Linked DNA regions of Anas platyrhynchos: region 2 is linked to region 1. Evidence: chromatin contacts called from public Hi-C data. All regions are on one chromosome and are shown on one strand. Each heading gives the region's core, a stretch centred on a gene start, on an enhancer-like site or on the middle of the called end of the contact. The rest is flanking DNA. Distances are from core to core; before and after follow the strand shown.

What was found. Hi-C and Micro-C count contacts between places; a contact is called where the count stands out from the background.
Region 2: a Hi-C map of liver shows a contact between it and region 1, with 2.5 times the contacts expected there. The contact joins the enhancer-like site here to the promoter of NKX2-6 in region 1. A contact is called at or near these places in 3 of 8 Hi-C or Micro-C datasets (liver, small yellow follicle and subcutaneous adipose tissue).

Annotation. Positions count from the first base shown.
Region 1 is chr23:2,342,943-2,347,410 of IASCAAS_PekinDuck_T2T, forward strand. It overlaps NKX2-6 (NK2 homeobox 6), which reads right to left and starts at 1,494. Exons shown (of 2, transcript XM_038166808.1): 1 at 1,423-1,494. The coding sequence starts at 1,494.
Region 2 is chr23:2,608,897-2,613,110 of IASCAAS_PekinDuck_T2T, forward strand. The region is part of intron 3 of DOCK5 (dedicator of cytokinesis 5); the gene reads left to right. Among named protein-coding and RNA genes, the nearest start is that of DOCK5, 10 kb to the left of the region's middle. Within about 2 kb of position 1,980, at least 2 of the 8 cell types and tissues checked have an H3K27ac peak or open chromatin away from gene starts, as enhancers often do.

The sequences.
Region 1 (4,468 bases), core at 244-2,743:
TATTATTATTATTATTATTATTGCTGGAATTAGGGGTGTGACTGTTGCACGAATTTTGGATACTGCCTCTATTTCATCCTTTCGTGGCAGTCCTGTCCCGGAGGGGCACAGGGATATGGGATGTGCTGCAGGTTTGAGCAACCCCAAAGCACAAATCCCCTTCCCCACATCCTGCCCCCCAGGGATGGAAGCGGCCCCAGGCAGGATTTACCTCCAGCACCCGCACCTCGCAGTGCCCTGAAGTGAAGCCAAAGGAGCAAAACGAAGGGGCTGGGAATGAAGGAGGAAAACCCATCAATTTTACAAGAAGATGCAAAGTTATTATGGTTATTATTTTGTTATTATTCGTTTTTTTTAATTACTATTATTATTATTTTCTTTCTGGGGGTCTTGTGCATCACCCCGCTGCCGGCGGGATGTGCTCGGGTCCCCTGGGAACTGCAGCAGGGGCTCAGGGGCTGTAGGGGGGCTGCGGGGCAATGGGGTGCTGGGGGGCTCCCATCCGGCCCCCCCGGGGTGCTCTCGCCCTCCCCAGCCCCCTGGCTCCGCATCCCAGTGCCTCCCAGTGCTCCAGCTCTGGTCTTACTGGTTTTCCCGTTTTTTTTTTTTCTCCTCTCTGCAGCCGCCGTGCATCAGGAAAAGGTGAGCAAGGGAAAATTCGCCCGATTTAGGTGGGGGGAACCGGGGGGGGCCTGAGGATGCCCTCGCCCCCTTCCAGCCCCCCCCCGGTGCCCGCAGCCGGCTCCGAGCAGCCCCAGGACGGCGATGCCTTGGGGCGGCTTCGCGGGGACAATTTAGGGAGCATCGAAACGGGACTTTGCGCCCCCCCCAAAGCGCCCCCATTTGTGCCCTGGGGCAGGATCAGGCCCAGCGCTACCGACCCGGCTGGGCTTGGGGGGCTCCGGGGTGCCGGGGGGGGGACAAAGGGGGCGACACCGGGACCTTCCCGGGCGCTGCTATGGCTTGGGAGAGGTGGGAAACGGGGGTCTGCAACCCCCGGCCCCCCCCAGGGGAAGGGGAATGAGCCGGGTCCGCTTCGTTCCCCCCCCCGTCACCCCCCCGTGCAGCCGGTGCAAGCGCCCCGAAATTAAAAAATAATAATAATTAAAAAAAAGGGGGGAGGATAACGGATGGGAAAAGTAAAAAGGGGAAAAGGGGAGAAAAGAAAAGGGAGGAAAAAGGGGTGGAGGGAGAAGGGGGGGGAAAGGAGGTGAAAAAAAAACAGACGGGGGGGGGATGTAGGAAAGCCGGCATCTCGCACCCCAAGCAGCGGGGAAAGCCGGCTCCTCGGTATTTGGCCCCGAGGGGGGGTGGTACAAAAAGGGGGGGTCCTGGGGGTCCCCTCGGCTCCCACTCACCCGGTGGCGGCGGGGGCGGGCGGGGGGACGCGCCCCCCCCGTCGGGGCTGCTCCCGGCCCCGGCCCCGGGGGCTCCGGGGGCGCTCCGCCGCTCCAGCTCCAGGATGTCCTTAACGGAGAAGGGGGTGGGCAGCATCTTTCCGACGGGGGGGTGATGTGTGAGGGGTGGGGGGGCAGCCGGGGGGGGGTCAAAATGGGGCTGTGCGCTCCGGGACCCGCTCCCCGGCTTTTGCCCTCCCGTTGTGGCAGCACCAGGTAGGGAGACGGGGGGGGGTCCCGGGGATGGTTGGGTTGGGGAGGGGGACAGGGGAGGGCGGGTCGCTGCCCCTCGGGGGGGGCGGGATGCTCTGCCCCCCCCCTGCAGCCCCCTTTTACCCAGCCGAGCCCCCCCCGACGGCTGGGTGGGGAGGAAGGAGCCAGACCCCTTCACCTCTGTATTTCCAAAACAAGGGGATGCGAGGCCGGGCGGAGGGGGGGGGGGGTTAAGAGGAAAGGGGGGGGGATTTGGGCTAAGCTGCAATAAAACAAATCGAGCCGATCTGAGCTCCATTAAGGTCACATTAGCGAGCGGCTTGGGGAGATAAGGGCTGATAAGGCGGCGGGGCGCAGACCACCTAGCTCCTGCGGGGCGGGCGGGGGGATGCCCGGAGCCCCCACCCCATCCCAGTGCCCTCCCAGTATGTCCCAGTGCTGTTCTGGTGGCGGGCGGTGGGCTGGCAGCTCCCCAGTGGGGTATAAAGTGGGGTCAGGGTCCCCAAAAAGAGCAGCCCCATTTTGGGGAGGGGGGCAATGGGGGGGCTCTGGGCAGCCCCACCGGCCGCGGGGTGATGCTGGGCCTTATCTGGGCTCAGGACCGGCAATTTCAATTAAAATTCCTGGCCGGCCTCTGGGGCTGGTGTCTGCTGATAGCCCTGACAGAGCAGAGGGACTTTTTTTTTGTCTGGGTTGGGGCAGCATCTCCCGCGCCACCGAAACAGCCCAACGGGACGATTAGGGGAGGCTGAATAAATAAACGGCCCCGACGCAGGCAAGGAAGTGAGGGGCTGGAGCAGGAGGGAAAATAAATACAGTGGCTTGGCCAGAGAGGTGCTCGCAGAGCCACAGGTCGGTCCTGCTCTCTGCGTGATGCTCTCGGGTTTGTTCCCATCCCCTGCGGGCTGTGCTTTGAGTTTTTTGGGTATTCACTCCCCGGGACATCCCTGTGCTGGTATCACAGTGCTGTTATTTCCCAGTGTGATGTAAGGATTGGGTCTGAATCCATCACGAGACACACGGGGCTCACCTTCCCCATGGGAAACACTGCGAAACACCTGGAAATACTTTTTTTTTCCTCCTTTTTTAAATTTATTTTTTATTTTTAACCAGTGTACAGCTTCCCAGACCCCCCAGCTTTCTAATTCCACGAAGGACCGATACTGCAGCCCATTTAAAAAATAATTGCTGCTCCAAAAAATAATTGCCCTGGTCCACAGGGCTCCTCTTGGTGCTGGGCATGGATGTGGGCTTTGCTGCTCTGCATCATCTTCACGGCAGAGCCCACGGGCAAAGCTCAGTGCTCGACCCCATCCCTTGCAGCCCCTGATGCCCTCATCCCCAGCTGGATTCATTGCCACGTCTAAACGGGGCTGGAGAAACACGGAAAGGCGAGAGAGCAAACAGGCAGTAACATTACACCTTGGCTTGTTGATGGCGGGAGGCAGCCGGCGCCAAGGTAAAATGCTTGGCTGCGATCGAGACGAGCAGGAAGGAATCGGGGTAAGTAGCTTTATCCGCCCCTAATGACTCCGTGCCGCGGAGATTAATGGAGTTTGGCTGGACGAGCTCTCGGGGCTGGAGGAGGCTCTGGATGGGGCGAGCTGGGGGAGAAGAGAGCTGAAATCAAGGCAGGATTAGTGCAGGATTAGGGGGCCAGGAGAGCCCCCTGTTCCCCGTCCTGCTCTGTGTGCCCCATGGGACATGTCCAGCCCTCCCTCACCTGCAGCATCCAGAGGCATCAGTGGGGTTTGTAAATCATCTCCAGCCAAAAGCTGTGGCCAAACCAACCCAATCCCGGGCTCGATCCCGATGTCAGCCCCCGCTGGAGGTGTCTGGGCTCAGCCCATCATTGCCCTGCGCCTTGGCACAACGCCGGGGCAGCGAGAGGAGCAATCACAAAATAAATCATCAGCTTCTCGACTGGCGAGCTAATTTCGTTATTTCCACCCAGGGACATCGCTGCTCTTGTTAACTCGGTCAGATGAAACCAGGAGAAAGCTGCTCCTGGCCCACTGCTCGTCTGAATTGGGGTATTTCTGATGGCAGCTCCTGAAGTATCCGATGTCTGGAGCTATCGCTGGGACTCATCGAGGTCCTGCTGAGCTGCCAGAGCATCCAAAGCATCCAAAAAGCAAACACGACCGTGCCTGAGCCAGGAGGTTTTGTGCTCAGAGCAAGACGGGAATTGTGAGTGAGGTGGATGCTCAGGGGCTTGCAAGCTCCCAAGTGTGTGGATGCTGCTGAATTGCTGGCCAACGTTTTGTGATACAATTGTAAGTGGATTTGAAGGGTTTTCTCCATCCTCTTCTTCTTTCCAGCTCCTTTACATCCTTGTTCGTTGGCGAAATAAAATAAAAAAGCAGAGAAAACAGAAGTGACGGCAGAAAGCAGGCGGCAGGACAGGTGAGGGAAAGCAGAATCCTGCTGCAGAGCTTTCCAATAAACACCACGGGGGAAAAAAATGAAGAAAATTTTTCTCTTTTCAGAATCCGTGGCACAAAAGTAACGTTGAAACCTTAGAAAGTTTTTGTGGTGCAGAAATTGAGGCTGGGCTGCAACCAGGGCTGGAGTGGAAGGGGAAACTTCACATGATGATGCCCAGGAAGGATGGGCACGAGGCTGGAAAGCCCAAACTGGAGCACACAGTTATCTCCTGCCCTCTATTTTTCTCCTTTTTTTCCCCATTTTTCCCATCTCTGAACCTTCTGAGCCAAGCCAGAGCTTCCCAATCGCTCGGGGATTAAGCAGACGGATGGTTCCTTAAACCCACTGGGATTGCGCTGCCAAAACTCTGCAGCAAAAAAAAAAAAAAAATAAATCCTGCTCCAAATCCTTGGCCAGCAGTGCCCTCTGCT
Region 2 (4,214 bases), core at 730-3,229, 270 kb after region 1:
GCTGAAAATGAAATACAGGTATTTGAAAGTTTTAGAGGAGGAGGAGCTGTATGAGCAGAGATTGCTGCAGAGGTAGCTTTAAATTGATAAGGTAAACAAATAATGGTAGAAGTTTTTCCCAAAACGGCACAGTGCAGTAAAAGGAAGGTCAATCTGAACCCGTTAGGTTGTCACCCATTAACTGATACTTCTGTCCTGCCTTACAACCGCACAAAATAATGTAGTATCCATACAAGAAATCAGATAGCAGTGTTGAATCTGATCTCACCCATAATTGTTTAACTCCATCTTTATCAGTAGTCTGTCCTGATAAATTACTGGAACCTAAATTAACTAAGGAAAGGAAGACTTTTTATTGATTTCTATGGACTTTTAATTAGGCCCGCACATAAACCTGCCTGAATTCATTAGAGTTCTGGGGGCTTTTTCAACTATTCTGCCCACTTCAGAAGACTGTTTATGTTCCTAATTTCGTACTAAGTCATCAGGAGGTTCGTGTGGAATAGAGGATATCTCTGTGCACCCCCACATTCCCCTACAGAAGGGTCATAAATGCTTGGAAAATTTCGAGCTGCCGTGATAGTGCTTTTAAGTACAGCAGTGGCTGAGGACTAAAGCTGACATTAAATGAACCTTCTCTTCTAAGTATTTGCCTATTCAATACTCTGTTTCAGTGCTCAGCAATGCTTATTTCTGCATGCCTAAGTGTCCTTACTTCTCTTTTCTGCACCTAATGCTTCCTATATTTTACTTGTTCAAATTGATAAGAAATGTGTTCTTTTGAAATGCAAAACAGTTGCAGAAATAGAAGAGAGAACTCTGAGTTGGGTCTGAAGCTGTGATGAACCTGTGTTTTAATAACAGGTGGGTTCACAGACATGAAAGAAAAAGCTTTTGAGGGAGAGAGGCTTGTCTCATGAGGCTGCTAACATGTTCTCAGCTTCAGCTGCTTTGAACCACCGTGTTCCAGTAGACATTGCATTTCAGCCCAAACCTCTTCGATTATTTCTAAAAGAAGGGGGGATATCTAACCACAGAACACAGAGCCACAGTAAGAACATTTATAAAACATCTGAATAATCAAGAATCATCCTACAGGATTTAAATTTTTAGTACCAAGTCACCATAGGCCAAATCTTGCTTGCTACAATTTTAGTCAAAGGATGTTTTATAAGAATAGGTTCAAGAGGGATTTGGCCTTGTCTTTCACAAGATCATTTTTGTCTATCTTAGCTGTGACATGTCTGCAGAAATGTCAGTGTGAATTGTCTAGTGATCAACAGTGATGGCAAAACATGACACTTGTGTGTTTGCAGATAACAGCAAACAAATTGAACTTTCATATCAGGCATGTCAATATACCAAGCAACTCTATTCTTTTGGAAATAAATGCTCTTTCCTGTTTCTTCTCTTCTCTTTCCCTGTCTCTCCCCCACTCCCACCCTTACCCAATTTTTTCAGTAGATAGAACCAATGGTGGTGATTCAGATATTTCAAATTTGGTTTAGTCTTCACGTTTGCTGTGGTTTAACCTGGCAGGCAGCTCAGCACCATGCAGCTGTTTGTTCCCCACACCCCCGAGTAGGATGGGAGAGAGAATGGGGGAAAACAGTAGAAGCTTGTGGGTTGAAATACAGGCAGTTGATAAAAGGAAGAGAAATAATACGATATGAACAAAGCAAGTGATGCACAATGCGATCACTTATCACCAGCTGACTGATGCGCATCCCATCCCTGAGCAGTGGTCCCCATACCCCCCCATATAATTGTTCAGCATGTCCACATGGTGTGGAACATCTCTTTGGCCAACTGGGGTCAGCTGTCCTGCTTCTGTGTCCTCCTGGCTCCTTGTGCACCCCCAGCCTCCTCGCTGGCAGGGCGCTGTGAGAAGCTGAAAAGTCCTTGGCTTAGTGTAAGCACTGCTCTGCAACATTAAAATATCAGCGTGTTATCAACGTTATTCTCATCCTAAATCCAAAGCACAGCTCCATACCAGCTCCTAGGAGGAAAATTAAATCTCTTCCAGCTGAAACCAGGACAACATAGCAAGCCTTTAGGTTTTGAGTGTTAGTATTCTGAGGATGAGAAGCCAAAGGTTGCTGCATGTTATTACTATTATTGATTGGGAAATAGTGTGTTATCCAAGTTGAATCCTTTGCCTTTAGATAGCCTTTGTTTCTCTACCAAAGAACTGCAGAAAAGAGGAGGACTTGTTTAAAGCATATTCTCTTTTCCTACCACTTTGTTTCATGATACCTGTCCTACGTGGTATATATTTCTTTCTGTACCAATCACCTCGGTGTACTATCAGATCTCATCCGGAACAGTTCCCATTTTAAACTGAACTATATCATGTCATGCAGATTGTTTGGAATTTTAATTTTCTTTTTAGAACTAGGATAGGTAAAGAAAAGGGTAAATTGCCAAAGAGCCTGCATGTCTGAGACTTCAGGAGTTCAGCACTAAAAGGGATCTCTGCTACATTATTCAGGAAATAGCGGGTAGACAGCATACCTAATGAGTAGCATCAGGGATATCTGGACTTTTTCTTTAATGCCAGTGCCTTTGTACATCTTGCTAATGTGATTTACAGTGCCTTAAATGAATTAGTGCTACAGCTTCACTGGTCTTGAAAGAATACCTATGCATCATCTTACTTTGACACAGCAGCTAATCGCATCCAGGAGAATTAAAAGGCATGTAGCCATAAATTCTGGCATAAGCTTCAGATAAGGACTGGAGGTGAAAAACTGGGTGGGGAGCCAAGTAGATTCTGCAGCTTGCAAAGTACATCCTGGGCATTGGGGCAGAATTCTGAAATTCACAATGTCAAAGTAAGCGAAAGTTGTGTCTGACTCAGATGATCAATAGTTCCTGCCCTAATCACTTGTTTGCACTCCCAAAGCTCACTGAAGAAACTGGGAATATTTATATCTAGGTCTCTTATCTCTAAAGCTTAGATCTGTGTTCAGACAGACTTCTTTCAGATTCAGCTTGAAGGCAAAGGACCTATACGTGCAGAAGTAAATGTGTGTGTGTAGCCTGGATCTTAAGTGCTCATGTCCTCAGCTATGATCCAAGGAAGTTTGTCATTTTGCTTCCTTACTGCTCCAGCCCACAGCCCCAAGTCCTGTAGCTGATAACCTCTATTAGTAGACAAGGGCTTGCTTTCATTGGCACAGTTACTGTGAAAGGTACCTCTAAATATAGGTATAAAAACGTACAGCAGCCTTACATGACACAGACAGCTTTGAATCTCTCTCTTACGTCTATATAACCACCACTGATTCCACTAGCTTGACTGAATCCTTGCTAAATTACCTCACTGGAAAAGAAGAATCAGACCCCCCTGCTTAACAGAAACCACTGTACTTTATTTTCATTCTGTTTAAAGCAAGAAGGATCCGGTGCTTCAGCTGTCATCAGGGAGACAGTAGTTATTACCCGTGGAGCTGTTACAGACAAGCAAGAGCACTGAGAAGCTACTGACAGATTTTTATTTCAATTACTGGTAGGCATCGATGTGAATACAAAAAAACATACATTTCTCCATTAGGTATGCGTGTCTGGTTTATGCATAAGGGCTCAGTGACATTCTTGTTTGCGTTTTGACATGACATCTTTTTCCTCTGTAACTGGACATTCTCTGAAAAAAATGTCACTGCTTTCCTCCATGCTTCATTATAGTTTATGTTTCCCCCCCCAGCAGCCTCCGGCAATTAGGCTGTTAATGTAGTTAGGGGTGGATGGACGGCAGCAATCTGGGCTCTGAAACAGAACAGCAAGCCCTACAGTCCTGCAGCACTTCCCTCTTGTCCACGCTGCGTAGTCATTAATAAAGTCCTGCAGGTCTCTCGCTGCGTGCTCTCAGAATTTGGGCTGCCCTTCATGGGGGAGCAGCGATTGTGCCGGTTTGGCTCTTCCCAAATTCAGATAGGTCTGACCTCTGCCTCTGCTGGAATTTGTCTGCAGCAGCTCCCTTGCAAGCCAGTGACAGACAACCTAGAATAGGTGAACTGCAAAATATTTTCTCTGGGTTTCTTTAAATCCTTGCACAGGACTGTTAGTCAGTGGCAAGAACAACGGCAATCAAAGCTAAAGATGTGAGTGTAATAAATTGCTTTATGTGGTAACCTGAGGCAGACAACATTTTGATGTTGGAAAAAATTCAGATCAGTTGTGAAATGAAAACTCAAAGGCGTTCCTTTAGAAAA